3 separate regions of the Mus musculus genome follow, and all the other regions are linked to region 1. A link is a contact called in public HiChIP or PLAC-seq and promoter capture Hi-C data. All regions are on one chromosome and are shown on one strand. The core of a region is the stretch at or near the end of the contact, and the rest is flanking DNA. Distances in the headings are between cores, read along the strand shown.

Region 1 (4,379 bases), core at 831-3,330:
CCCGAACAAAGGCTTCTTAGCGCCCGCAAAACATCTAAGCCTCTCCAGTTGGCCCTAGTTCAATTTGAGAACAAGAGGGCAGCCAGGAGAGCAGAGCAAAGTTATGAAGCGGGACAGGCTGAGAAGTGGGGGAAATGCTAAGTCCCTCTTCTCCACTAAAACAGAGAACTCTAGAAAGGTATAATGGAAGGGCGCAGTTTCCAATTTGAATTATTTTCTTTGTTTCACTCCGCCCTGCCTGAGGCTACTGCCTTTTAAGCCGACCGCAGAATCCTCTGGATGAAGGCCGAGCAGTTGGAAGACCCAAGGGGCTGAACTCTCAGACCTCAGCTTCCTGCCTGTAAAATTAAAAAGGTTCCCTAGCTGTCGCCTGGATTTTTTCAATAACAAAGGTACACGGTTGAAGGCTGTCCAGTTGTCTTCAGAGACAGGTTAGTCTCCACAGGGACTACTCGAGGTGCAGCATCAGATTGGTAAAATGCTGTCACTCCTGCACAGGTCGCCTAGGATCCGTTCACCGCCCCCTTCCTGTCCTCAACTTTTCCTCAGAGCTGACAAGCCCAGACCTCAATACGCTAAAAATCCGGCTGCGTGAGCAGAGTGAAAGTTAAGGGGAAAGCACAGCAAACAGTGGACCTACCTCTGCGAGCCTCCGATACGTCCCCGTCTAGACGAGGGGCCCCCGTTGGCCTTGTGTGGCCAGGGCCAGTGACACCTGAAATGTCTAGCCACAGGGAGCTCCCAGGCGAAGAGCAAGCAAAACCCAAGACCTCACTGGTGGATTTTGTTAAAATGAACTATTCTTTCAGCAAGCTAGGGAGGCGCTCGAGATTCCCCAACAGGGGCAGTCGCCAGTGCACGGGGACAATGGTGTGTCGGGCAGGGTCTATTTTAGAAGGGTACCCTACAGATCCTTAGTTCAGCCCACGACTCTTAAGAAAATCTCGAAGAAGAGATGAGGGCTTGTAGGTTTCACCTCCAAACCCGTGCCAATGGGTGAAGCATACGTGTGGGTGGGGTGGGGGCTTTTTGTCGGCTCTTTCTTGTTTGTATTTTCTTTTTCCTTTAAAAATCAACAGGTTTAGTCCGTCCCTTCACAGAGCACCGCTGCGAAAGGTCCCCACCTCTCCAGCAGTAGTAGGTGGCCTCCAAGCGCCGCACCCGTTGGTTTGGCTGGAACAATAACCTGACCAAAAGAGGTTCAGCCGGGGCACACGTGCGTTTGTTGTGGTGCCTGCGCTCCCCCTCTCCTTCCACCGGGCTTGTTTTCCTGCTCTGTTACCAAAGTGGGCAAGATCTAAAGAGACCCTCACTCCGCGAGTCAACGCCTTACACAATACAGACGCTGCAGTGTAGGTTCCTGCGTCCCCGCACACGTGGGTTTGTTATGGGTGCGCAGGCTGGCGTGCCGGGGGGTGGGGGTGGGGGTGGGGGATTAGGGAGGGGAGGCCAAGGCGGTCCCTCCCCTGGACCCGCGACAGACATCCCCAGCCCGGGGCGGCGGCTCCTACTCCCGCAGCTAGGGCTGCCTCTCAGCGCACCCCTGCACTCCTTCTTCAGACCCGTGCCGCCCGCCTCGCCCCTACTCACTTGCAGCTCTCTCAATCGGGAAGGCGGCTGCGGTCGCTGAGCCCACCGAGCGCTCGCACGGCGCGCAGTCCGATTCCCTTTGTTAGGGTCGGGCAGTGCCAGGGCGGCTCCCCAACCCAGGCTGGCGCTCAACTCCACTCCCCCAGGTGCCTCTGGATCTTGCCGGGCCGAGGGAGAAGAGCCCGGGACTCAAGCTCCGAGTGAGTCCCCTTGAGAACGGATCTTCTGGGAAGCAGAGAGGGAGCACAGATGAGGGTACAGAGGACCGGGAAGGAGGGAAGAAAAGCACGGCAGACCGGCGGGAGGACGCTTGGTCTCCGTTATGCAAATAGAGTCGTTAAAACTAGAAAAGTGCTCTATCACACCGGTCCCAAACCATCCTGGCCCTCTGGAGGTCGCTAGCGAGCAGGCTCAAGGTTAAAGGTGCCTGCTTAGGGCTCCCCGTAATGCAGGGAATCTTGCAGTCTGTCCACAAAGAGCAAGCCTTTGGGGCGGAGCAATGCGGCAGGCAAGGAAGCCCAAATGCTGCCTCCACCCCCACCCCCTGCGTGTCCCGATGGATTGGATTCAGTGTTATCTGGCGAAAACGTTCTTACCAGAGTGCTTGTCCTGGCTCTGCACAGGGTGATCCTGATCAAACAAGTCATTTAACCCCTGTGAAAACTCAAATTTTTATGTAGGACACATACATCTTAGACTGTAGTATTTAGAGTTTAACAAAAATCCCCCAACATTAAGTGTATCCTGTACACAGCCTTGTCAAACTTTTTTTTTTTTTTTTTTAGATGTTCTGGAGTCCTGCGACCTGGAACTCTCACAGTAGGTACGCAGGCAGGCAGGACCCGGTTACAAAGGTAAAGACAGCCGGGCACCTTCCTTCCACTGGGCTTAGGATACGGCTGCTGGAGAAGTCAGGAGGAAACATCTTGTTGAAGAAGCAGTCTGGCAGTCTGACCATCTCTGATTACCCACAGACCACTTCCGAAAGACTGAAAACTTTCCTCTGTAAGAGAACTGGAAGCCACCATCTGGCCGCTCCTTCGGTCCTTTCTATCCTAGAGAAGAGATTTGACTACTCTGAGGCAGTAATCACATCCCAAATATCCACCTCTGAGCTGGGAGAGGAATCAAATAGAGCTCCAAGAACGCAGAAAATTGCTGGTCTGGGTTTTCTGTGTAGCAAAATAGCCTCTACAGTAAGATTGCTGGAGCCAGGACCAGAGCGTTCTCTTCAAGTCCAGATAGCCGCTTCCCACCACCAACCTGGGAAAGAAAAGATTGCCGCCTCCTCCCCAGCACCTGTCTTTCAGATTGTCTTCCTCCATCCTTTGATTCTGAGCCCCTAGCTGCTCACCCTCCCCCAGCTGCTCTGGAGCCAGAGACCCAAATCAGAAAGTGCCAGACAGTGAATTCAGTTCTGTGGCCAAGAAGCTATTTGTTCTTGGGTGAGTTCCACAGTCTTTCTGGGCCATTCTTTCCTCTTCTGCAACATGGAGAGCTAGAAGACAGCACTAAGGATCATGTTTACACGAAATGATTTATGTGGAGCAAGTAACGTAGAGTCTAGCCTACTGAGCATGCTCATAATAGTGCACTCTGCTGTGAGCCAATGAAAGCAGACCCCGGGTGACTGTTTCTGAAAGGGTGCTAACTGAAAGTCGAAGATTTTGTTCTACATTAAGAGGCCATTAAACGATTTTAATGCATGGCTCACAGTGCATCCTTGTGCTTTAGGTAGATTCTTCGGTCGCGGTTCTTGAAGATGGAAACAGGAGCGAGGACTTTAAGTGAGAATCTCAGACTGACTTGGGAGCTGACAGACAGTGGAGATCGCTTAAGCACCTGAACTGTGACGCTGACACAGGAAATGAAGAAAAGGCATCTAGACAAGAATCACCAAAGACACAGTGCTGGTTTCAGTGTTATACACAGTAAGGTGTTAAACCCACTTGTGGATGAGGAAATTAAGTCACCCAGGCCCTTGAGAAATCTCAGTATCCCTCACGTTCATTGAAAGCCTCAATCCTTTCTTTCAACCTCCCTCTTGTTTCCACTCAATTTAAGAACTAAGAACCATACAATAGGAAAGAGACTCTTTTAAAATGGGATACAGCATCTACTCTTAAGTTCTATTTTCTAGAACTCTAACCAGTCAATGGGGGGGAAAGGGAAGGGGTTCACTCTGGGTTTTGAACTTGCCACATTGATAATACCCACACACTGTGGCAAACCTAAAAAGAAGCCCTGGGGGGGGGGGGGGTCTAGAACAGATAAATAGACATGTAGGGATATTCCCAGAAAAACTGCAGGGGCATCACCATCTGGTAGCTTTCCAAAGTGGCTCTTTCATCAGTAAGGCCTTCTGACCTGCAATGAGAGACAAAATGTTGAACTATATCTCAGGACTATAGAGCTGCAGGCTACAGGAATATAGTTCATCATGCTGGTCGGGGACTATAGATTGTCAGGCTATAGGAATGTAGTTCATCATGCTGGTCGGGGGCTATAGAGATGCAGGCTATAGGAATGTAGTTCATCATGCTGGTTGGGGGCTATAGAGCTGCAGGCTATAGGAATATAGGTTATCGTGCTGGTTGCTTTCCTTAGAAGTCCACATTCCATAACTTCTGCTCCCACTATCTGAATGTACCCTCCATTCCTATGCTGAAATCTCAACCTGCACTCAATGGATAGCATTAGGAGATGAGATCTTGGAGAGGCAAATAGTCATGAGGGCAACATTATCTTGAATGAGACCACTTACCAAGGAGACACAGGCATGTCCTTCT
Region 2 (4,379 bases), core at 809-3,308, 230 kb before region 1:
TTTAGTAATTAAAACTTTGTTTTTAGAATTAAAAAACCTCTCCTTTTGTGACCTAACTTGCATTACAAATTAGTCTCAGAGGACCAGAAAGATGGCTCAGCAGATAAGAGCACCTGCCCTTGCAGGGTACCAGAGCTGTTTTTCCATGTCAGCAGCTCACAACCCCTGTAATGGAATGCATCATATATATATATATATACATGGAAACGTTACTTTGTAAGCTAATACATGTGGGTCCCATTCTAGTCTCCTGGTCTTTGCTCATATATTCTTCTAGCTACATATGCATATGTAATAGTCCAAGGCTAGGATATATATATGTGAGAGAGAATACACAGTAGCTGTCTTTCTAAGCCTGGATTATCACATAGCAAAAGCCTCTAACTGAAGTACAGGAGAGGCCTCATTAAGCAGTCAACATACAACCCAGACCATAAAGGGTGATTATTGTCAACTAGACTCTCTGGTTGATAATAATGTCAGAGGTGGAACCATGAGCCTATGAGGGGTATGGAAGGTAGGACAGGATGACTGAGAGAGTGGTAGCAGACAGAAGGACTTAAGGCTAGACCAGGTACTAGATGGGCTGGGGCTGATAGGGAGCAAGCATCCACCGCCTCACACACCTTCCGTGGCCCAGGAAAGCACTGGAGACGGCGCTCAGACGAAGACGAGCAGCACCTGCATGTAAAGCGCACCACGCTCCACCCACTGTACAACCCCAGCACGTTTGAGAACGACCTTGGTCTGGTGGAACTGTCAGAGAGCCCGAGGCTGAACGACTTTGTGATGCCTGTCTGTCTGCCTGAGCAGCCTTCCACTGAAGGTACTTATCTTAGTCAGGGTCACTATTGCTGTGGTGAAACACCATGACCAAAAGCAACCTGGGGAGGAGAGAGCTTATTTGGCTTGCACTTCCATATTACTGGTCTTCACTGAAGAAAGTCAGGACAGGAACTCTAGCAGGGCAGGAATCTGGAAGCAGGAGCTGTTGCAGAGGCCATGGAGGGGTACTGCTTACTGGCTTGCTCCTGGTGGCTTGCTCAGTCTGCTTTCTTATAGCCCCCAGAACCAATGCAGAGATGACACCACCCACAATGGGCTGGGCCCTTCCCCATCAATCACTGATTAAGAAAATGTCCTACAAGTTTGCCTATAGCACAGTCTTATAGAGAATATTTCTCAACTGAGATTCCCTCCCCTCTGGTAACTCTAGCTTATATCGGGTTGACATAAAGACTAGCCAGCACAGTATCTGTCCCCTGACCACATCCTGTACTGCAGCTGCGGCGACGACAAAGTGGTCTCCTCCAGAGTTGCTGAGGCTGTGGTAGGATACCTCCTCTCACACTGTGTGTGTGTGTGTGTGTGTGTGTGTGTGTGTGTGTGTGTGTGATTTTTCTACTGCTTCCCCTATAACAAAATTGGAACTAATTCCATGGTGACACAGTTGTTGTATTAGGCACAAGGTAAACAATCGTATGTGTTTTCCATATAGGAACACAAAACCAGCCTAGTGTCTATAATAGAGGAGTTAGCATCAAGTATTGGTGAGCTAAATAAGTAAATGGGAAATTCTGAGAAAAGGGAGATGTGCCTGCAGGAAGAAATTATCTCATGTAGACTAGGGGAGGGGACTGAAGTAAGAGGCTGGACTGAGGGAGCCTGGAAGAGTAGAAAGTGTCCCCCTTTCCTGAAAATCCCATTAGTTGAGTTGTCACCCCCAGCATGACAGAGTAGCACACAGAGAGAAGCATGGCTGGGGGTGGCTCAGGCTGGCAACAGAGTCCTGCAATCGCTTGCCTTGTATGCTCTGGGTTCAAGCTTCAAGGCCCAGCCCTACACACCCAATAAACGGTGGCAGGACAAGCTGTAGCTAAGGGACAGTAGTTGATCACCAGCACAGTTCGAATTATCGTGCTGGCTTTCCTGGTGAGTCATCTTGAGGATGCCACCAGGCTCAGTAAGCTTAAGTCCTTCACCTCTCAACTGGACGCAAAGCCCCATCAGGCTGCCTGTGTTATTAAAATGAAATACCATAATCAGAACATGTCTAGCTAAGGGCAGGAGGCCAACCCAGGCCAGCTGGCCTCCTTTTCCTTGGAATTCAGTGTGTCATATCCTCACTCATTTCCTGAGGATTAAAGATGTCAAATAAAAAAATAAAAAAGCCAGAATCTGAGAAATGCTTAAGAGAAGTGAGCTGGCAGGAACTGTGTGGCTCTGATTAATCAGGCACTGTGTACTTCACATGTTCCAGCTCCTGGCCCTCACTAACTTATTTATGCCTCCTAGAAGCCTTGAAGGACATTTTCGGAGTGGCTTACTGCTATGCCCATAGATTACTGCACCTCTCAACTCAAGCTAGAAAAACATCTTTCTTCAGAAGATAGAGATTAACCCAAAGACCCACACTGGTCAAGTTGCAGAGAATAAGACTGCTCAGGCCTAAATGAGATATCTGTGTCATACCCCTGGCAGGCCAGGGTTCAGGGATCTCTGCGGAAGAGGCAGGCAGAAAGTGATGGATGCCTACAGGGAGGCTCTCTTCTGGACATAACTGAGCAACTGCGCACATGTGATACTACGCATAAGACCTTTGCAAGCCCAAGCCAGACAAAATCCCATCATGGGGAAGGGAGATAGGCACAAAGTCTCACCCTAACTGAAGAGATATTGGCAATTGAGAGCTTTTGTGAAAAGGTGAGTCAGTTTAATTTAAAGGTGCCGCCTCTGGAGGGCTAACCACACTCCAGTGAAAGGCCGCATGCCCAATAGTAACACAGGCTAAACAGATTAGATCTGTAGGGTTTAAGAAAGGAAGGAAGGGAAGGAAGAAAGAAAAAGGAAGGCGAAGGAAAGGAAAGGAAAAAGATAAAATAAAATAAAATAAAATAAAATAAAATAAAATAAAGGAGAAAAGTCACAAAGTTGAGTGAGCAGGGAAGGAGTGGATAGATCTGGGAGAAAGAGATGGGAGAGAGATGATGAATATGATCAAAATACATTATAAAAATATAAAATGAACTAATAAAATGCAAAAAAGAAAGTGAGAAAGGAAGAAAGAGAGAAAAAAGAAAGAAAGGAGGGGAGGAAAGAAGGGAAGGAGGGAAGGAGAAAGGAAGGAAGGAAGGGAGGAAGGAGGGAGGAAGGAAGGAGGGAGGGAGGGAGGAAGAGAGGGAGGGAAGGAGAAAGGAAGGAAAAGAAGGAAGGAAAGGAAGGAAGGAAGGAAGGAAGGAAGGAAGGAAGGAAGGAAAAGAGAAAAGCTGAGGCACATCATGTCTTAGGAGCAGGTGTGGAAGCACAGTTAATGGTCTCAGAACTTAAATGTAGCCATGTTTTCTGCATCCAAGCCTCCTTATTAAATAAGAATACAATGACTTCTCTACCCTTAGCCCGGATTCACATTGTCCCCACATCTGAGATTTCATAAACTTATAGGATGTCATGGCTAGTTTTAGGGATTACCAAGTCCTACCTCTTTGTTTCACAGATATGGAGTCTGAGGCTTAAATTGATGCAAGGGGAGAAAATGTTGCCTGACCTGTTGCTCTCTATGCTGGGCTCCTTGCTTATTCATAGCCTCTGCCCAGGCACCTCCTTCCTACACCCTAACAATACTGTAGACATGGGGAACAGGATGTGTGAGATTACAGCTCTCACACAGCCTCAGCGCCTTGCCAGCTGCCAGGAGGTTGAGGTAGATCAACCAAGAAACCAGGTAACCCATCACAGAAGCAATGCCCTCCACCTCAGCAGCACTCCCACCCTCTCCCTCCGAGGGAGCCATTTCAGCCCTTTCTCCTCCAGCAGAGGATGATGCCCTTGGCAGGGCAATCTTCAGCACCCTCACCTCAGCCTCTCTCACTCTCTCCTCATACTGTGTCCAACAGGAACCATGGTCATCGTCAGTGGCTGGGGGAAGCAGTTCTTACAGAGGTTTCCAGAGAACCTGATGGAGGTGAGGTATAATTTATATCCTGCAAGCAATCATTTCCTGGCCACGCGTTGGGCCTCCTGCTGTATACTGCCTGCTCTAGGATTTAGAGGCCGGGAGGAAGGAAATGATAAAAGATGGGGGCCAAACTCAACTTGAAAATTTAATGGGACTCAAAGTCACAGAAAGTTTGATATGTTTGTTTAACTGGTCATGGGCTCCAGCCTCAAAATACCACTCTATGTGTCTGGCATAGAGTAAAAACCTCAGAATACAGAAACTCTCCCAGAACACAGCGAGTGCGGGTACCCAGCAGGCTCGTGATTCATCTGCACACCACGAAGACTGCATACCAAATTAGCAAGAACAGGCCAGGCTCCAAGAAGCACAGTCCCTGCAGAAGTGAACTTGACCACTGCATTTGAAAGCCACCCTCCTATGA
Region 3 (4,379 bases), core at 755-3,254, 130 kb before region 1:
GGGTCATCTAAGACCATCAAAAATATATATTTCCATTACAATTCATAATGGTAGCAAAATTACAGTTATTAAGAAGCAATGAAAATAATTTTAGGGTTGAGGGCCATCATATCATGAACTGTATTAAAGGGCTGTGGCGTAAGGAAGGTTAAGAGCCGCTGATGTAAGGGTCCTGAACTCCAGAGCAAGAGCCTTTTCTTTTATTCTTTACCCTATTCTATTTCTCCTTTCTCCTAAGGTGTGCGATAAATGATAGCTTCGTTACTTGTATCTAGCAAGAGTGAATGGGCAAAAAAAAAATCAATAAGCTGTCAATATCTCTGAGATTCCATCACAGTAAATATATAAACTTTTTCCTGGAGTGTTGAAGAGGGAGATCAATGCCAGAGACTCCTGAAGTACAGGGCACTCGATTTCCAGACGTGTCTCCTTGGGACACATAAGTGGCAATCAGTCATTACCTTTAGAAAAGTATAAAGAGAAGCAGCAGATTTCTGAAAAAGATATTTATTTTAAAATTTGCACATAATCTTTGGATAATTTAGAATTAACAGGTATGTTTTAAAAGTTTCTGACACAAACCCGGAAACCAAGAGCAATGAGAGATTTGATTGGCAGAAGGAATCAAGAGGATCCTGCATTTAGGATGCATAGATGGCTAGTGACGTCAGTGCCCACGTAGAAAGACACTTTCCTATAGCACTCAGTCACAGATTTTAAACTACCTGTCGCAAATACTAAATACCTCATCAGACTAACAGTGACGCCCACATCCACTCCGTAGTCCACTTTACTCAAGTATCCACATTTACAGAGCACAGAGAAAGTCTAACAGACATCAGAATCATATTACACTTATTAATTTACTCCCCCACATTAATAAGAACTAAAAACTAGAATCTACCCAGTGTAGTCTCCATCTCTAATGTACCTCTTGCTGACCTCTTGAAGGAACATCAGCTTCCTGGGCACTCTATCCACAGTCCTGATGCCTTATAATGAGCCAGGAATTCCCTAGACCTAACCCCCACAGCGGCCAAGCAGCCCAATGCTCTGCACACCCTGAGGTGCAGGCAGCAAGACAGGTAGGCTCCTGCACGTTGCAAATGATGCAGATGCCTCACAACAGAAAGGATGCCCTGCTTTTCTCTACTGCCCTCTCCTGCAGCAAGGCCCAGTATGGGTGTGACCCTCCATAAGGAAACAAGGAAAGACATCAGGGTACCTACTTCCTATGCACCGTGGACACAGCCCAGCCACGTGCTTTCCAGTGGTCCTCACACAGCCCAGATATATGTTTTCCTGCGGTCCCCACACAGCCTTGTGAGGTAGGATTGTCACCCCCATTTTACAGATATGGAAACAAAGTGGCACAGTGAGGAAGTGGGGGTCAACCTGGAAAGCCAGGGCTTTTCACTCCGGGCTTTCTATTGCCCGCATAAGGCAAGGGGGTCAGCAGTAAACAAGTTTCTGAGCTCTGAGACTGTGGGTCTGCAGCTCGAAACACCGAAGCCCTGTGAGCACAGCCTTGGGAATCCAGTAGACTGTGTCTCAGTGACCTTGATTCAATAGCATTAATTCTGATCTGTAAGTCACTGAACCACTCCACACCAGGGGCTGAGTGGGCTGCTGTGGTTTCCCACCAGGTAGAGAGGTCTCAGAAAATCCTTGTGAGAGTATGCTTGCCAAACAGGGTGGGTCCTCCCTGCCCAGAGACCAATGCTACTCCCTTGCAGGGGGAGCAGGGCAATCTGTGATCACACACCTCACCCCTTGTGAGAATCAGTTATGATTAAGATTCTAACCTAAGTCCCAGAAACCATATTCCCCATGCCCTGAGAGACCTTTCATGGGGGGCGGGGGGGCCCATAAGGTCAGCGAAAGTTGGGGTAATTGCAAAACAGAAAATGATTAAAAGTAATTTGGGAGGGAAGCCTGCTGTAAGGGAGAGTAATGATAGCAATTAGGAGAAGGTTAGGGAGTAGACAGCTAAAACAATAAAATAAAATAAAAGAGCCCCAGCCTATCTGACTAATCTGCTGTCTCCTGTGGGGCAGCACTTGGTGCCAATGTGGGTAGGGACTTTCTAACAAAAATACCTTGGGTTTCCATGTTCTAACATCAGTGATAAAGGGGAAAGTGAAAACTTCTTCTGAAGAAGACGGTGTGTTTCTCTTCTTCCTCTAAGAGCTTCCCCAGTGCTCTTGCTCAACAAGAACACAGTAGAACTGGCCCCTGCTGGGTGTACAGACAGCACGCTCTCAGAGAGGAGCCCAAATCACTGAGCGCACGGAATGTTTGCATTCTAGCTGCCTGTTGGGTGTCTCTCTCTTTTACTCAACTCTGATCAGGTTGGGGACAGATGGGAGGTTTTGTACCTTCTGTCTCCATGGAGAGTGGGAAGTGAGCTACCCAAGATCCTTTGCAAGATCATAAGCACCCAGGATTAAGGATCAAAAGGGACTACCCTTGGGAACAACTTTACTCTAGAGTAACTGAGTAGGCTTCCCCACCGTGTCCCAATTATTTGCCTCCCCTCCCTGAAGCCACCCTGCATCTGACACAAATCATGATCTGGGAGATGTGAAATCACCACCTAGGGAGAGATTTAAGCCACGGAAGGTGCTCCTTTGTTAGGATGACATCATTCAGTTGGAAAAAACAAAGTCTAGTTTTGGCAACCCTGGTGAGAAATGTGGCTCTTTCCCCTACTCATGTGAAAGGAGAGGAGGATGTTGTCAGGAGAAATGTGTACGGCAAGAATCTGGGCTCCCATACTCTGTGCCTGCAGGGAAGGCTGGGTCTGCCTCCTTGCCATCAGACACTGGAGGCCCCAGAACCCTCGCCAACAAAATTCCCTAGAGTGCAAGAAGCAGGCTGGGCCTGTTGAATAAAAACACTCCTTCAAGCAGTGGTAACCAGGAGAGCAGCCATAAAATGACTTATGGAGAAGGATGAGGATGCCTGGCTCAACAGCGATTGTTCCGGAAGCCAGACAGGGTAGCTTTCCCAAACAAATAAATGTCTTCATCTGTTCCCTCATTGAGATGCTTCACCATATTCTTCTCGAAGAGGAGCGGATGGTAGGCACCCATCGTGCAGGCGCTGTCAAAGAACTTCTGGTGATAGTAGCACACATCTGTCTTGCGCTTGGATGGGAGGAACTCGTAAATATCAACTTGGTCACACAGCGTCATCATAATGATGATACCTAGAGAGGGGAGCAGAGGGGAGGCGTGTGGTTAGGAGGGGACAGGTATGGCAGGGGCAACGCAGACAGCAGCAGGGCCCTGGGGCAACAGGAAGTCTGTTCCTCAGCACACCAACCACTGCTGCTCTAAAAGCTCTAGGAAGAGCCCAGATGCACCTACCCGAACGCTGAAGCAGAGGGTAAAAGGGGCTGACGTACTGCAAGGGCCCCTATGTCTTTTCATCCCTGCCTCTAGCAGAAAACTAAGCTGCTCATTTACTAAGGGAAATTTTACCATGCCAGACCCACAGGATAAGTGAAAGACAGTTAGCCCTCTAGTATGGGAAGTAGACAGATAAACTGCACAGTGGTGAGTCCCTGGAAACATCTCGTTAAAGGTTTGCACTACAGTTGCCCATGGAAGGAGTGTCCATCCCTCTGCAGAGACAGCCTGTCCATTCATGGGAATGCCCCAGTGGTCCATCCCAAGAGAAAGGGAGGGAAGGATGGATGGGCATTAAGATCTGAGGGACAGGGAGAGAGCTTAAGAAGAGAGACTTTGACCAGCATTCAGTACCCTTATCCCCAGTCCACCCCAAATCTGCTTCCCGTTTCCTACATGACCCCATCTAGACAAGCTAGCCCAGCTTCTCTCATGGTTTCAACTAAAGCATCCACAAAGCCAGGAGAGGTATGATAAACTTTTGTCTGTGTCAGGTTCCCAACATGACTCTGCAGAGCAATGTTACCACTTCTATCCATAGTTACCTATGAAACCTTTTTGTTGTTGTTGTTGTTCATTATAATTTCTGGCATTGTGATTTTTAAAGATATTGCATTAAAACATCACTTGACTAGTAAGCTTTAGCATACTCTCTGAATTGTAAGCCTAAGACAAGGGTCTTGCTTATTCCATCCAAGGTCCTATCTCCTCCCTTCCTCCTCTTTGGGTGTGCCTCCCATTACACTATCACTGCATGTCAAGCTCCCCTCTCTTCCATAGAAATCTCTGACCGTCAGCTACCAGGGGCCTTCTCTCTTACAACAGGATGGCAGTCTCCTCATTGTGGCCCAAACTGAATGTGGCCTTGGATGCCTGACTAAGTTCCCTCAGCAGACCTCTTAAGAATAAAAATTATACCTTATGTAAGATAAGATTTAGTATAGTGCACAAGTAGAAAAGTTGTTC

Evidence for each region. Promoter capture Hi-C pulls out the DNA fragments that hold promoters and counts their contacts. HiChIP or PLAC-seq counts read pairs in DNA pulled down with a chosen protein or histone mark.
Region 2: a contact with region 1 is called in a promoter capture Hi-C map of the SN4741 cell line, with 2.6 times the contacts expected there. The contact joins the enhancer-like site here to the promoter of St6gal1 in region 1. A contact is called at or near these places in 3 of 39 promoter capture datasets (the SN4741 cell line and liver) and 1 of 9 other capture datasets (liver).
Region 3: a contact with region 1 is called in an H3K27ac HiChIP or PLAC-seq map of microglia, with 3 times the contacts expected there. The contact joins the enhancer-like site here to the promoter of St6gal1 in region 1. A contact is called at or near these places in 9 of 39 promoter capture datasets (the 3T3-L1 cell line, HPC-7-derived erythroid cells, the SN4741 cell line and 5 more), 1 of 15 datasets of contacts at CTCF or cohesin (large pre-B cells), 4 of 484 Hi-C or Micro-C datasets (the AML12 cell line, neurons, spermatogonial stem cells and 1 more), 9 of 115 datasets of contacts at active chromatin or transcription factors (bone marrow-derived macrophages, craniofacial prominence, embryonic hindbrain and 5 more) and 5 of 9 other capture datasets (adipose tissue, embryonic stem cells, liver and 2 more).

What each region holds. Positions count from the first base shown.
Region 1 is chr16:23,222,441-23,226,819 of GRCm38.p6, reverse strand. St6gal1 (beta galactoside alpha 2,6 sialyltransferase 1) reads right to left here and starts at 2,080. Exons shown (of 8, transcript NM_145933.4): 1 at 1,591-2,080. BC106179 (cDNA sequence BC106179) reads left to right here and starts at 1,336. Exons shown (of 3, transcript NR_152126.1): 1 at 1,336-1,352; 2 at 2,376-3,035; 3 at 3,325-4,379.
Region 2 is chr16:23,454,445-23,458,823 of GRCm38.p6, reverse strand. It overlaps a transcript of Masp1 not described here. Among named protein-coding and RNA genes, the nearest start is that of Rtp1, 28 kb to the right of the region's middle. Within about 2 kb of position 2,058, at least 67 of the 459 cell types and tissues checked have an H3K27ac peak or open chromatin away from gene starts, as enhancers often do. A contact at or near this core is called in the SN4741 cell line, where this site is marked.
Region 3 is chr16:23,356,461-23,360,839 of GRCm38.p6, reverse strand. St6gal1 (beta galactoside alpha 2,6 sialyltransferase 1) reads right to left here. Exons shown (of 8, transcript NM_145933.4): 8 at 490-3,211. The coding sequence ends at 2,970. Among named protein-coding and RNA genes, the nearest start is that of Gm30814, 32 kb to the right of the region's middle. Within about 2 kb of position 2,004, at least 7 of the 459 cell types and tissues checked have an H3K27ac peak or open chromatin away from gene starts, as enhancers often do. A contact at or near this core is called in microglia, where this site is marked.